Linked DNA regions of Rattus norvegicus: region 2 is linked to region 1. Evidence: chromatin contacts called from public Hi-C data. All regions are on one chromosome and are shown on one strand. Each heading gives the region's core, a stretch centred on a gene start, on an enhancer-like site or on the middle of the called end of the contact. The rest is flanking DNA. Distances are from core to core; before and after follow the strand shown.

Region 1 (6,921 bases), core at 4,081-6,580:
CACACACATACACATACACACACAGACACACACACAGACACACAGACACACACACACAGACACACACACAGACACATACATACACACACATAAACACACACACATACACACACATACATACACACACATAAACACACACACATATACACACACAAATACACACACACAGACACACACACATACACACATATACCTTAAACATATTAGTGATGGTGCTAATCCACTTGTATCTACAACTTGCTGCCTTAGGTTTTGGAATAAGCTGAAATTTGAACTATAGTTGTTTTCTGGTATGTTCTGAAAGAACAGGTGGGTCAACCCAATACCTGCATTCTTAGTAACATGTTAAGACTGAACATGTCCACACTCACCTTAGAGTTGCTGAGACATCTCATAGTCCAAGAGATCTTGTCCTCTTGTTCCAGCAACTTTAACTGTGCATTGAGGATGTTACCTGGGGAAGGAAGGGAGCAGTCAAGACTCCAGCCATAATGGCTTCACAAGCACACAGAGTGTTTGCAGGGACTCTAGTTACCCTGGAACTATTGTGGGGAAACACAACAGGAAACCTGGGTCCATCTTGTTTCATATCCTAAATACCGAATGCCCTTGAATGATAATAATTTGTAGGAAATAAAGCCATACTCGAAGAAGGCTGACTGCCTCTAAAAGGATTAAAGTCTATCTCAGTGGTCCAAGAACTTTTCCAAATTACAGCTGCCCACCATCCTGGACCATACTTGCCAGTTTCAGATGGGAAAATGCTAGAGCTGTTTGTGTTGGGCCTCGGTCTGGGTGACCAATAGACTCTCCGGGATGAGACAAGGAGTGGGAGGCGGGGGCTGATTTTCACACACCAATTCCCTGGGTTCCCACTGTAAAGTGTTAATGAGGAAGAGGAAGTGTGGTCTCCAGTTCATACCGAACATTTGTACCACTAAATGAAAAACTGAAAGAAAATGAGCACATTTTCTGGTAACCTGAGAAGACTTGGGGAGGGGTGTTCCCTGCAAATGGTGCTGGGTTTTAATCTCTCGGTACTCTAAGAGTTGGGAAATAAACTCTCAGAGCTTATGCCCGCTGGTTACTCTCAGGATAGCTCTTAGATCATATTCTGAAGGAAGTTGAGGGCATAGGGGAATGTTCTTATACCAGGCAGTACGGTCTTGTAGAATTCAACTAGGCCTGATATGACATCCCCCACATGGGTGGGGCCAAGGAACTGAGCATGCTCAGACCAAGCCCACCCGGACAGAGACAGTTCTCTATTTCACCTTTGAAATCTTGACTCTCTTTTCCCCACTTCCTCTGTTACCTCTTTAGCCAGGGATCATCATCTGCCTAGAGGCTTACAGAAGCCTCTGAGCTCACTACTGACCCTTCCACCCACATCAGTGTGTATCTCGGCCCTCCCCAGGGCATGTCTCCTTACCACCAACAGCGCTTGTTGCGCCTGCTCGGCTTTAGGCCTCTTTCTCTTGTCCCTAATCCTGACTCTTCCCCCACCCTCTCTGTGTACTCAAGCTCCTTACGACCCTGCTCTCCCCTCACTGAGGCCTGGCCTTGGACCTGTGGCTGTGATCAAAATGCACCCAGGCTCACCTGGGGTCCTTCTGCCTCTGACATGAGAGAAGCATGACCCAGATTTGAGGGGCGTCTTCAGCTAAGTCCCACAGGAAAGCCCTAAGGCCCATGGCTGCAGATGACCCAGGGGGAAACTGTGACAAGAGGTAAAAACAGTCACTGTCCGTGGGAGCCCGAGATTTTTCCCCTCATGTTTGCTGCGCGGCGTTGCCTAGTTTGAGTGCTGTCTCATGGGGCTGCTTGTTACTTGTAGAGCGAAATCCAAATTCCATAGCACGCTGATACCCAAGCCTACTTTCGGTTCCTTAAAATAGCCTTGCTTCGCTACACCAGGAATCTTTTCGGCTCTTCAACTGCCCGCTTTTGTTATGTCAGCGACCCCGTTAGACTTCGGCTTAAGAGCAGCTCCGATAAGCAAAGAGCCCCTGACCCCTTAGCCGACCTGGCACCCGCCCTTACCTCTGTAGGGTACACTGGGTTTGTAGTTTGTAATTCTCTTGGTCATTACAATGTACGTCATACTTGAGGTGGGGCGGGAGGGAGTCGTTTGTTTTTTGTTTGTTTTGTTGGTGATGGTGGTTGGTTGGTTGATTTTAATGTTTTTTTTGTTGTTGTTGTTGTTGTTGTTGTTCTTATCTAATGCCTATCCCCGGCTGCCGATGCATTCTGAAAGTCTCAAAGAATGCTTGGTAATCCTTGGGTCCAAGAGCTAGCAAATATTCTGACTCATAGTAGGTCTTCAGTGCCCTTGGTGAGCCATGGGGAAAAGACTAACCACCTCAAGAGAGGGTTATGAAACAGAGCAACTGTTAATTGTTCAGCTGGTAATGTGCTGAGCTCCCTGATGAAATGCTTTCATTCCATTGAAGACGAAGACAGTAACCAGGTATAGTTGTGTAGACACCTCTCTTCTACATCAGCCACCTCCGCCTCTGGAGAGAGGTTAAACCACTCCATATTCCTGTGGTAAGAGGTCTGGTCTCAGAGCCCATGGGACACCAGAACGTCCAGAGGCTTGTTGGGATCACAGATCGTCAGAAGGACTGATTTACTGCACAAAGTGGACTTCTGTCCCGTTCCAAAGGGTTCTCCACGTGGAAGAGCCTTGACCTTCTGATTTGCAAAGCATTTCCCCTTGCAAAGCAAAAAAATGAAGAGAAGAAATAGTGTCTTGGGGATTTCATGTTGGCTACAAGGAAAGCCCTGAAAGGGTCAGAGATCATCTGTCTCCCCACATTCCATAACCACGCCCCCTACCCAGCGCTGCCTCTCACTGGGAATGTGCACCTTTTCCACCCAGCAACAGCCATCCCGGACACCACAGACCAGTGCCTCCCCTCTTTTAGATGCCACACGTCAGCTTTCTTCAGTAGATCTGGGAGCACGGAGAGAAAATGGGACTCTCATTTCCATTTGGGTCAAGATAAAGTTCATCTGCCCTGCAGGATGAGATCAAAGCATGACACAAGTCCCAGGGGGAGGGGGCTTCTCGCCCCAGGAGGGGCTCTTGGTACCCTTGAGCTTCATCCCTACAGGCCCTTCTGTGATGGTTTGTGTAGACTCAGCACAGGGAGTGGCACTATTAGAAGGTGTGGCCCTGTTGGAGGAGGTGTGTGTCACAGTGGGTGTGGGCTATAAAACTCTCATCCTAGCTGCCTGGAAGGGAGTATTCTGTTCAAATGAAGATGTAGAACTCAACTCCGCCTGCACCATGCCTGCCTGGATGCTGCCATGCTCCCACCTTGATGATAATGGACTGAACCTCTGAACCTGTAAGCCAGTCACAATTAAATGTTGTCCTTATAAGAGTTGCCTTGGTCATGGTGTCTGTTCACAGCAGTAAACCCTAACTAAGACGCCTTCCAAGGCACAAATGGCACAAAGGTATGAAGGAGGGACAGTCTACTTTGGTCTGGGCCTTGAACTGAAAGGATTACAACTTGAACTGGAATTTCCTCACCAACAGGACCATTTTTCAGGCCACAATGACATCTCGGTCACATGTTTTACTGTAGCAGCAAGACCTGAGTTCAGTGCCCCCAGAACTCATAAAAAAGCTAGGTGTTGAAACAGTGTGTAGTCTTAACCTCAACCCTGGGGAGGCGGAGAGAAGTGGAGCCCTGGGGCTTGTTGGCAACCCAGGCTAGCCCACTCACTGAGTTCCAGACCAATGAGAGATTTTTGTCTCAGAAATAAATAAAGTAGATGTCACCTGAGGAATTAGACCCAACATTGTTGTCTGGCCTCTACACACACACACACACACACACACACACACACACACACACACACCTCCTTTTCTGGGAGTCTATGTAAGAGGCCAGTGTTGGTCAGTGAAGGTGAAGTGGGTCAGAGGTCAGGAGAAGAGAAGCCTCAGGATGAATGTCCAACAAGGAACATCATGGCACAGAGGGTACCAACAAGCTGGTATGCAGCCTGCACCACCAGGGTGGCACACATCTTCAAGAACGAAGCTGGAGGTTGGAGAGATGGCTCAACTGTCTTCTCCTCCCCTTGCCAGTTGGGTCGTTTCGTTTTACTAGTGTCACAGGCTAAGTCGTGTCTCCACCCCATCCTACATCCACTAGCCTTCCACATGTTCTTGCTGGAAGTCATAATCAATGATACTTTGGAATGTATCCTCTTAACGAGAGAAAGTTTTTTTTATAAGGAAATTAAGATGGGGCCCCCAGGATGGGCTCTAATCCGGTATGGCCAAAGCTGTTATAAAGAGGTCGTGGCACAGACACACACACAGAGGAAGCCCTGTGAGGACACAATCTATATACAAGTGAAGGACTAAAAGCAACCCTGCCAACACCTTGACCTCAGTCTGCTGGACTCCAGAATGCTCTGAAGTTTCTGTGATAGCGCCAAGTGTCTGTTCCTGAGCAGAAGCTGCCTGATCAGCTCCTACAGTTCACAACAGTGTCTGCTCCCTCCCATCCACGCAGACTCAGAATGAGTGACAAGAAAAGACAACCTGATGTTGCCAGGGTAACTGTCCACACATCGGGATCATACTGTTGGGATGGTACAGTAGTTGGGCATGTATAACATACAGGGAACCCCAAAGAGAAATGGTGATTAAATGATTGGAAGGTAGCTAATGATTGGCTGGAAGGGAGCTAATGATTGGCTGGAAGGGAGCTAATGATTGGCTGGAAGGGAGCTAATGATTGGCTGGAAGGGAGCTCAGTTGCTGGAGTGTTTTCCTAGCATGCAGATGCCCTGTGTTCTAGCCCAGGCATTCTATAAAACAAGGCATGGTGGTGTGCCCTCAAGGGGGCAGAAGGATAGGACGATTTTCTTAGCGGAAAAATGAGTTCATGGCCAGCCTGGGACATTTTAAAAAAAATACACACAACCCTGTTTTTAAAAAATAACGAGAAGAGGAAGAAGAGGAGGAGGAAGGGGGAAAAATCATCGTTTTCACAAAGTTATTCTTACAGTGTTTGCTGCAAATTTACATTTTTTATTTTTTTATTTTTATTTTATTTTTTTTTAAGTTTTTAAGCTCCATGGTCCCTTAGATAAATAAGCCGACACTTAAGCAATATTAATAGGGAGGAACCAACAACTAAAAATAAGCTGCCTCCTTTTAGCACAGCCCTAGAGCCCTGTGGATCCTCTTGCAAGGCTGGCCTCAGCTGCCACCTGCTTCTGTCCCCGGGGGCTGGGCTCGAAGGCTAGGTGTCATGTATCCCCGCCCTGCCGCTGAGCTAGCTCTCCTGGCTGGCACCCATAGCCTGCCTCCCAGATCCTGTGGAGCTCCAACTCACAGAGCAAGGGGATGGCGGCGGGGACACACTAGGGTCCTGCCTTTCCACTGTGCACAGCAAGCTCCATGACACACTCCACTACTAAACCAGAATAAAAGCCAGCCGGGCGGGTGCCTTCCCCACACCACTCGGTGAGGCTGCATAAGCTGCTGGCGAGCAGAGAGTCCCGTGAAGGAACTGTTTAAAGAAAGTGGCCTGCTTGCTCAGCACGGAGTCATTCTGCAAGGATGCTGGGGTGTCCTAGAGACACTTCCACTCTGCTTGTTTTCCCTGCCCTGCTCTCTGCTCCCCTTGCAACATGCACTCTGTCCTCCTTACCCGCCTACCCACAAGCTCTCCTTGCCCTACTCTCCTCGCCCCGCCCTCCTTTAGCTGTGGGTATGCATAATAAGAGAAATCTCTTTCCTCAAACCCAAACCGCACGTACATTTCTGAGTCTGTCAGCCACTGTGTCTAGCAGCTGTCATCCCGACAGCACACCCTATCCTGCCTCAACACCTCTTGCTCCTCGTGCATCTCTGGACATTCAGCACAGGGAACGGGGTTCCCAGACTCCCCAAGAAGGGACCGGGATAGTATGGCTGGATTTCACCCTCATTCTAAGCCGTCTCAGCCCCTTAAATGTATATTTCTCACTTAATCCCAGTTCTTCACACTTGTTTTAGGATATGATTTAACATGAAATGTGAAATATTTGCTTGGTGACACTCGGGTTTAGTCTGCACACTGATTCCATGGTGCTATTCCCCACAGAGAGCTGTAATTTAAGATTGGAGCCAAGGAGAAGTGTCTTGCTCCCTGGGGAGCTCAGCCTGGCCTCCATAAAACCTGCTCAGTGGGAGAAAGCGGGGTACACAGCAGGCAAGCAGCCAGAGTCAACTGCCCCCCAAGGGAGCCCTGCACTCCTGACTCTTGTGGTCCCACATAAAGCACTGAGGAGCTCAAGCGGGAGACCAAGCTTCCCCGCCGTCCTTGCAGGGCACAGCGTTTCCTGTACTCTTTCATCCACTCTTCGGTTTGGGTTTTTTTTTTTGGGGGGGGGGTTGTCTTTCTTTTGTTCATTTGTTTTTTTCCCATCAGCCAGCTGTGGTTTGGCTCAACAGATAAGGTGCTTGGTGTGCAAACATGGGGACTTAAGTTCAAATCCCCAGAACCCATGAAAAGCTAAGTGTGGAAATGCTGTGTGTTATCCCAGTGTTACTATGGTGAGACAGAAGGGAGAGGTGGGAGGAATCCTGTAACGATAAAGAGGAAGGTAAGGATCACACCTGAGATTATCCAGACTATCCACTGACACCCACACACATGCTAAAGTATGTGCCTGAGTGTGCACACACACACACACACATACACACACATACACATACACACATACACACACATATATACATACACACACATATACACACACATATACATACACACATATATACACACATATACACACACACACATACACACACATATACACACACATACACACACATATATACATACACACATATACACACATACACATACACACACATACACACATATACATACACACATATAC
Region 2 (6,414 bases), core at 539-3,038, 100 kb after region 1:
TTTTTTGATCCCTTTGTATATTCTTTAGAGACAGAAAGAACAAGAGTAAGAAAGACGTGGATGAAGATTGAGGACTGGCATCCAGGAGCCCAGTCAAGAGCTGCTAGAACTCTTCTAAAGGAAGCTCTCCAGCACATTGTTCTTGGGATGTTCTCTCCACGAGGAAAGGGTTGTCTTTGTTGAACGTGTAAAAATTTAAATACTATTGATTCTCTTCCAACAGGCCAGGCAGACAGGAGTGAGAGAGTATATGTGTGGGTGGGTGTGAGCCTGGCTTTAAAGAAAGCTGCTTTCCCTTTTCCTCTGTAGTAGGTGGAGTGCCATGAAAACCTTCAACTGTTTTATACGTTGTTGATCACTTGCACTACCTACAGGGCAATAATTTTCTACTCTGTAAGGCAATCAATATGCTATCTACTACCATTGGCTCCCTCCATGCCCTTCTCCTTACCCTCACGGTTTTGAGACGTTTTTTAAAATTATAACTTCTTTAAAGTTTCCATTTTAAGCCTTTGGTTTTGTTCAAAGCTGTTAGTTTTCGACTTAAGGGAAATTTTGTTTGTTTGTTTGTTTGTTTCTGCTCTCAACTGTTATAAGCCCCATAGTTTAGTTTTAAGGACTCGAGTCACAGTATACCTTATTTGTCCCCTTGTGTCTGCTACTGCAGCCCTGGGTGTTTTGTATAATGCATGAGTGAGCCCCGCTTAGAAATAGAAATGCATTTTCAATAAGTATTTATTATGTTGTTCTGAGCATACAGCTTTAAATTTGCCCGCTGTAGCTTGAAGCATTACACAAACTGTTGGTCTGCCGACTGCCTCTCTGGCAGCAGCACACAGAAAATAGATTGCTAAGGGTTTTTTCCCCCCTCCTCCTCCCCCTCCTCTCTTCCCTCTCTCCCTCCCTCGATTTTCCTTTTTCTCGTTTTCTCTAAACCAGTCTTGAACATTTTTTTAAAAAATCTTGTGGCATTTTTAATCAACACGTATTTCCTTCCAAGACCTATGCTCCTCTATTGATTCCCATTAAAATGCTTTTCTTTTCTTTGACCCCCTCTGCTGATCGAATTTCAGATCAGCCACAGGATATGCAACTAACCTTCCGGCACTACTGAACCCAGCCGAGCGAGGGTGATCAAAAGACTTGATGCATTCATTAAACATTCCCCTCGCCCGGGCAGAAGCTCTAATGGAAGCTATCTTTTTGCACGGCAATCCTCCCCCCCCCCTTTTTTTTTTGTCTTTCCCTCCACCCTCCAAAAGAAAAAAAAAATGTTTTTTTGCCTTTGATCGCAAGGGAGGGGAGGGGGGAGAACATGAGAACAAAAGAGACCTATCTTTTCCCCCCGGGCTGACGTCAGTTTGATTTTACTGACAACTATTCGAGCGTGCGGAGCAGTTGGAAGCGGCCCCAGCCGCCCCCGCCCCCCACACCTTCCACTTTGGGGAGAAACTAAGACTTTTAGCAGCTCCGGAGACGCGCCCTGAAAATGGCCCGCTCGGCAAAGGGCATCCGAGGCTTATTTGTGTGGCACGATCTTTACTGGGGCGGAAAACACGCGGCGGGGGAGGAGCGGGAACGGGCGCAGCGGGGCGGGGAGAGCCAGGAATGTTCCTTCCCGGCTGCGAGCCCGAGGACGCGGGCCGAGGAAACAGGCCCCGCCCGGCCGTCGCGGGTCCGGGCGCGGGCGGCTCCGGGCGGCTCCGGGCGGGGCGGCGGCGCGAGGGTTCCGGCCTGACGGAGCCGGGGGAGCAAGGAGCCCGCGACCCCTCCGGCGCGCGTGCGCGGTGCGGCCCTCACACACACCACCGCCACCAACCACCCCCGGCCGCGGAGGCCTCTGCGACGCCTGTCTCCGCTCCGGGAGCGCGGCGGGCGGCAAAACCCGGTCCGGATGGGGTGCGGATCATACTGCGTGGCGTAGAGGCCCCGCTCCGGCGTCCTCCACCCTGCTGGAGAAGCCTTCGAGTTCCCAGTCGGGCCCCGGAGGCAAAGCCTCGGCCGAGGGCAACGCCACATCTGCGGTTGCCAGGACCCTAAGATGTATGAGCGACCTGAACCGTTTCTGGAAAAGTCATATTTTCCAGGCTTTCGTGAAGTAGTCACCGCTCCTGTTCTAAATCTGGAGGCGGCTGTGTATCTATTTCAGGGAGAGAGGAAGAAGTAAAAACTAGACCGGACTCCGGGAAACGTGGGCAGCGAGGTTGGACCGTGCCTGAGGTCCACTCAGTCCCCGTGACTCCTCAGACCTGGGTGTCTTCATTAGCTTAGGGTGTGTTAGGGGGCTCTGCAGGGAGGGGATTAGCATGGCCCAAAGGCTGGGGGCGTGGCTGGGGTAGAGGTTTAGGGTTCACCCCAGCAGCTGGACAGAATCCAACTCTTCTTTTAGGGTCTTGATTTTTCCCAAGTGGAAACATGCATAAAATAAAAAGTCAGTTTTTCATTTGACACCTTGTGTGCACTGCTGTCTTTTTTTGGTTTATTTTTGAGATGGTTGGGATGGAACCCAGAGCCCTTTGCCTGCTAAGCAACTACAAGTCTCTGCCAACTGAACTGTGTCTCCGACCACCCCTCTGGAATAGTTTGAGTATGTGTATGTGTTTCTAACCATCTCCAAACGGCTGTGAGGATCCCCAAGTATGAGTAGCAAGGTTTATTATTTTGGTATTTGCCCTAGGCCCTAGGCCAGTGTTCACCATAAGCACTGAGTACATTTTTCTGGATGAGTGTATGTTGGCAAGAATGAAGTCCTGGGAAGCTAGCATGAGGATCATTAACTTTAATTGAGTGGGGGGGTCAGGATAGGCTTCATGAAAGGTTAGTCCATTGAACAGAACCTTGGGGACCAGCCACAGATGACAGGAAAGGCACTTCCACATTGAGGTCAGAAAGTGAGCAAAGGAGTGAATGTACGATAGGAACATAGTAGGGCTAAGTAGTAATGTTAATATGTGATACAATAGAGAACATGGACAAACAGGAACCACAAAAAAAAAAAAAAAGCAAAGAGCTGTAAGCAGTTTTGGTAACTTCAGAAAATGTACACGGAATGAAAAATGCCAAGAAAAATCTCTGAGTTGGGAGTTAGGGAGGCACTGAGGGAGTTGGGGAGACTATGAGGTTCTCTCTGGAAAAAGACGTTAAGTGTGGAACCGATGTTTTCATTAAACATCTTTGGCCATTAGGGTCTTTCTCATTGGTGAAGACATGAGTTGATTTAGAAACAGAAAGGTATTAGTCATCTCTGTAAAGAGATGGGATGCGCTGGAGACAAGATAAATGTCTGCCTTCAGGAATGCTAAATAAATGGTGGCAAGGTCACAAAATGGAGAGCGAGGGAATGTGTAGTGAAGACATCAAAAATATAATTCAGGACGGGAGGGATGGCTCGGCCTTTAAGAGCATCCGTTGCTTTTGCAGAAGGCTCATCTTGGTTCCCAGTACCCACAAGTCACCTCATAATTGTAACTCCAGCTTCAGGGACTCAGCACCAGGCACACACATGCTGCCCCACGTATATGAAGGCAAAACTCACATACATAAAATATAAATAATCTTAAGCCACACTGCAGAGCTGGAGAGATGCCTACTAGTAAGATTCTTACACTGCAAACACAAGCAACAGAGTTCCATTCCCAGAACCCACATAACGATCTTTGGTGTGGTAGTGTGTGTTTCTAATTCCAGCACGGAGGAGATGGAGACTCAGATCCCTGGGGCCCCCTGGCCAGCTAACCTAGCCTACTTGGCAAGCTCCAGGGTAAAGAGAAGCCTTGTCTCAAAAATCAAAATGGGTGCCTCCAGAGGACTAAGACCTGCCAGGACCTGAACAGCTTTGGACGTAACCTTACTGGATCAAAGGGGAATGAGGAAACGACAGACACACATTCACCTATACAGAAAAGGGGACAAGGGTAGGCAGCAACCTGGATAGACACACACCAGCAGCCCTGGGTGGGTCTCTGTAGGGGATCAGTACCAGGCTGAAGTCATCTTAGAAGAGACAATCGTGCTTCATGATTTTGCCTCACACTGTCAACATCCTTATTCAGACCAGGAAAAGTTCTTGTGATTCCCATGGTTCCTAACCTGTGGGCCTCAACCCCTCTAGGGGTTGAATGTTAGATATCCTGTATATCAGACATTTACATTACGATTCATAACGGTAGCAAAATTACAGCTATAAAGTAGTAACAAAATAATTCTATGGTTGGGGTCCACCACGACATGAGGAACTGTACTAAATGGTCACAGTGCTAGGAAGGTTAAAAGCCACTGGTCTAAGGCAGCATGGTCCTGGGTATGGCTGCGCTCATGTTAACAGTACACATTCACTCAGGTATAGAGAGAATCTCTTCAAAGCATCATCTGTCTATAAAAAAGCTGATGGCCAATGAGCTGAGGCAGGGAATAGGAGGTGGGACACTGGGAGGAAAAGAGGATTCTGGGAAATAGTATAAAAGAGAGAGAGAGATTAAAGAGAGCAGTGAGGAGCCTGTTGTAAACCAGCAAGTAGCTGAACTCAGGATAAAATAAAGAGAGATACAAGAAAAATCCAATTGAGTAGCTGGGGAGATGCTGGGAAGATGCAAAGGAAGAAGCTGTTGGGGCTGAGGAGAGGTAACTAACCAAGTGGCAAACAAAGAATAATTTGTATGGTTAGATAAGTTACACGCTAGTCAGGGAATCAGCCAAAGCTTATGGTCCAGGCATTTAATGATAAATAATTGGTCTCAGAGTTACCATTGATGAGAACTAAGGGGCCAGAAGGGAAAATGAATCATTATTTTTAACACTGAGGGCTTCATCCCCTCCCCTGCAAACACCCAGTGTTGACCTCTGGCCAACTTGAATGTGCACCTGCAGGCATACAGTACATGATATGCACCCACATGGACACAGACATTAAAAACCACAGCTCTCTTTATTGGAAAAGAGCACAGGATGCATTGTTATTTGAAGAAGCAGGTTACAAATTAGCAAGGGCATGCCTAAAATATTAGGGGTTCTCTCTAGTTGGTGCCATTCTAAGTAATTTCCCCCTTTCTCTCTCATCCCTGTAGAACTGGCTGAAGCAGGTCTCCATATTTTGAAGCTCAGGGTCCTTCTGTTACAACAGGAGTGCTGTCGGTCATATTGGGCATCCTCCTCCAGGGAACCAAAGAACACAGTCTCCGGAATCAAGCTGACCTGAGGGCTTCGCAAGCATCATTTTTCACTCCCTGTGCCATCTGCCTCTGGCAACCACAAGACCTTTCTGGTCCTCAGTAACTTCATCTGTGCGCGGAAGGTAACAACAGTATCTACCTAACAGGATGTCGTGTGGATCAGAAATAATATCCATGAAGTGTTGAGCGCTTGCCGCCCACGAGGTGCTCAGCCTGGGAGACAGAAGCTTCCACACGAGGCAAAGGGCAGAGGCTTCAGGAAACACTTTTTCTTAGCACGTTCTTTCTCCGTCATTGTCCTTTGTGCCCTCAAACAATCTTCACTCCTCTCAGACAGTAAGACTGTATGTGCTTTTTTCACTCTGTGAAGTCATGGGTGGCCATGTCATAAATTTTGGTCACCTGTGTGGACAAAGGTAACACGTGACCAGTGTGCACTGCCTTTCAACACTCAGGTTATATCTTCCAGTACTTGATATCAGGGAACCTGCATAGCCCGCGGTAACCCTTGAGAGAGGTGTGGAGTAAGGGATGAGCAAGTCTGGCCACAGAAATATTGGGAGAAACAAGGTTGCTGACATTTTAACTAGTCCTGGGAGGAGAGGAGGCCACTCTCTAGTACTGAAACCTTGAGGAAGGTATTTGCCTGCTCAGTCGGCCATCTCTTCCCTTATCAAATGCAGGTGTCACATTCTCAATCCACAGGGTTGGAAAAGAAAGTGGGTGTGTGTTTTTAGTGTCTCATGTTGTGCCTGATAACTGGTAGGGACATGCAAAGTGACAGACTCTTTTCTCATTACCCCATTTTGGATGCTTTCCGCAGTAGCTGAATGAAGCCAGCTATTAGTGCTGAAGGTATCTGCTGGCGCCAGCCCCTTGCCTTTATGTGTCTGCATATTTGTGTATGTGCACATGCAGGTGTGCCTGCATGTATGTGTGGGTGGGTATGGGAGTCAGAAGACCTACCTCAGGCAGCATTCCTCAGGTAACATCCATCTTCTTTCTTTTGTGTCTTTTCTATTTTCTTGGGTCTCTGGCCTGGAACGTAGCAGACTGATCAGTGATCTTCAAAGCGCTGTCTCCAGAGTGCTGGGTTGACAGGCTACCTGCCCCACTGGCTGGTTTGTTTGCTTGTTTGCTTGTTTGTTTTCCACAGTGTTTTGAAGATCAAACTCAGGTTCTCATGATTATAAGGCAAGCCCTTGACCAACTGAGCCATCTTTCCAGCCCACCTTGTGTCTTTACC

The links. Hi-C and Micro-C count contacts between places; a contact is called where the count stands out from the background.
Region 2: a Hi-C map of psoas muscle shows a contact between it and region 1, with 2.5 times the contacts expected there. The contact joins two enhancer-like sites. A contact is called at or near these places in 8 of 12 Hi-C or Micro-C datasets (Schwann cells, frontal cortex, hepatocytes and 4 more) and 1 of 1 datasets of contacts at active chromatin or transcription factors (oligodendrocytes).

The regions. Positions count from the first base shown.
Region 1 is chr1:47,784,116-47,791,036 of GRCr8, forward strand. No RefSeq gene overlaps it. Among named protein-coding and RNA genes, the nearest start is that of Arid1b, 190 kb to the right of the region's middle. Within about 2 kb of position 5,331, at least 13 of the 93 cell types and tissues checked have an H3K27ac peak or open chromatin away from gene starts, as enhancers often do.
Region 2 is chr1:47,891,648-47,898,061 of GRCr8, forward strand. It overlaps LOC102548409 (a long non-coding RNA gene), which reads right to left. Exons shown (of 2, transcript XR_349981.5): 1 at 6,135-6,414; 2 at 4,906-5,570. Among named protein-coding and RNA genes, the nearest start is that of Arid1b, 79 kb to the right of the region's middle. Within about 2 kb of position 1,789, at least 89 of the 93 cell types and tissues checked have an H3K27ac peak or open chromatin away from gene starts, as enhancers often do.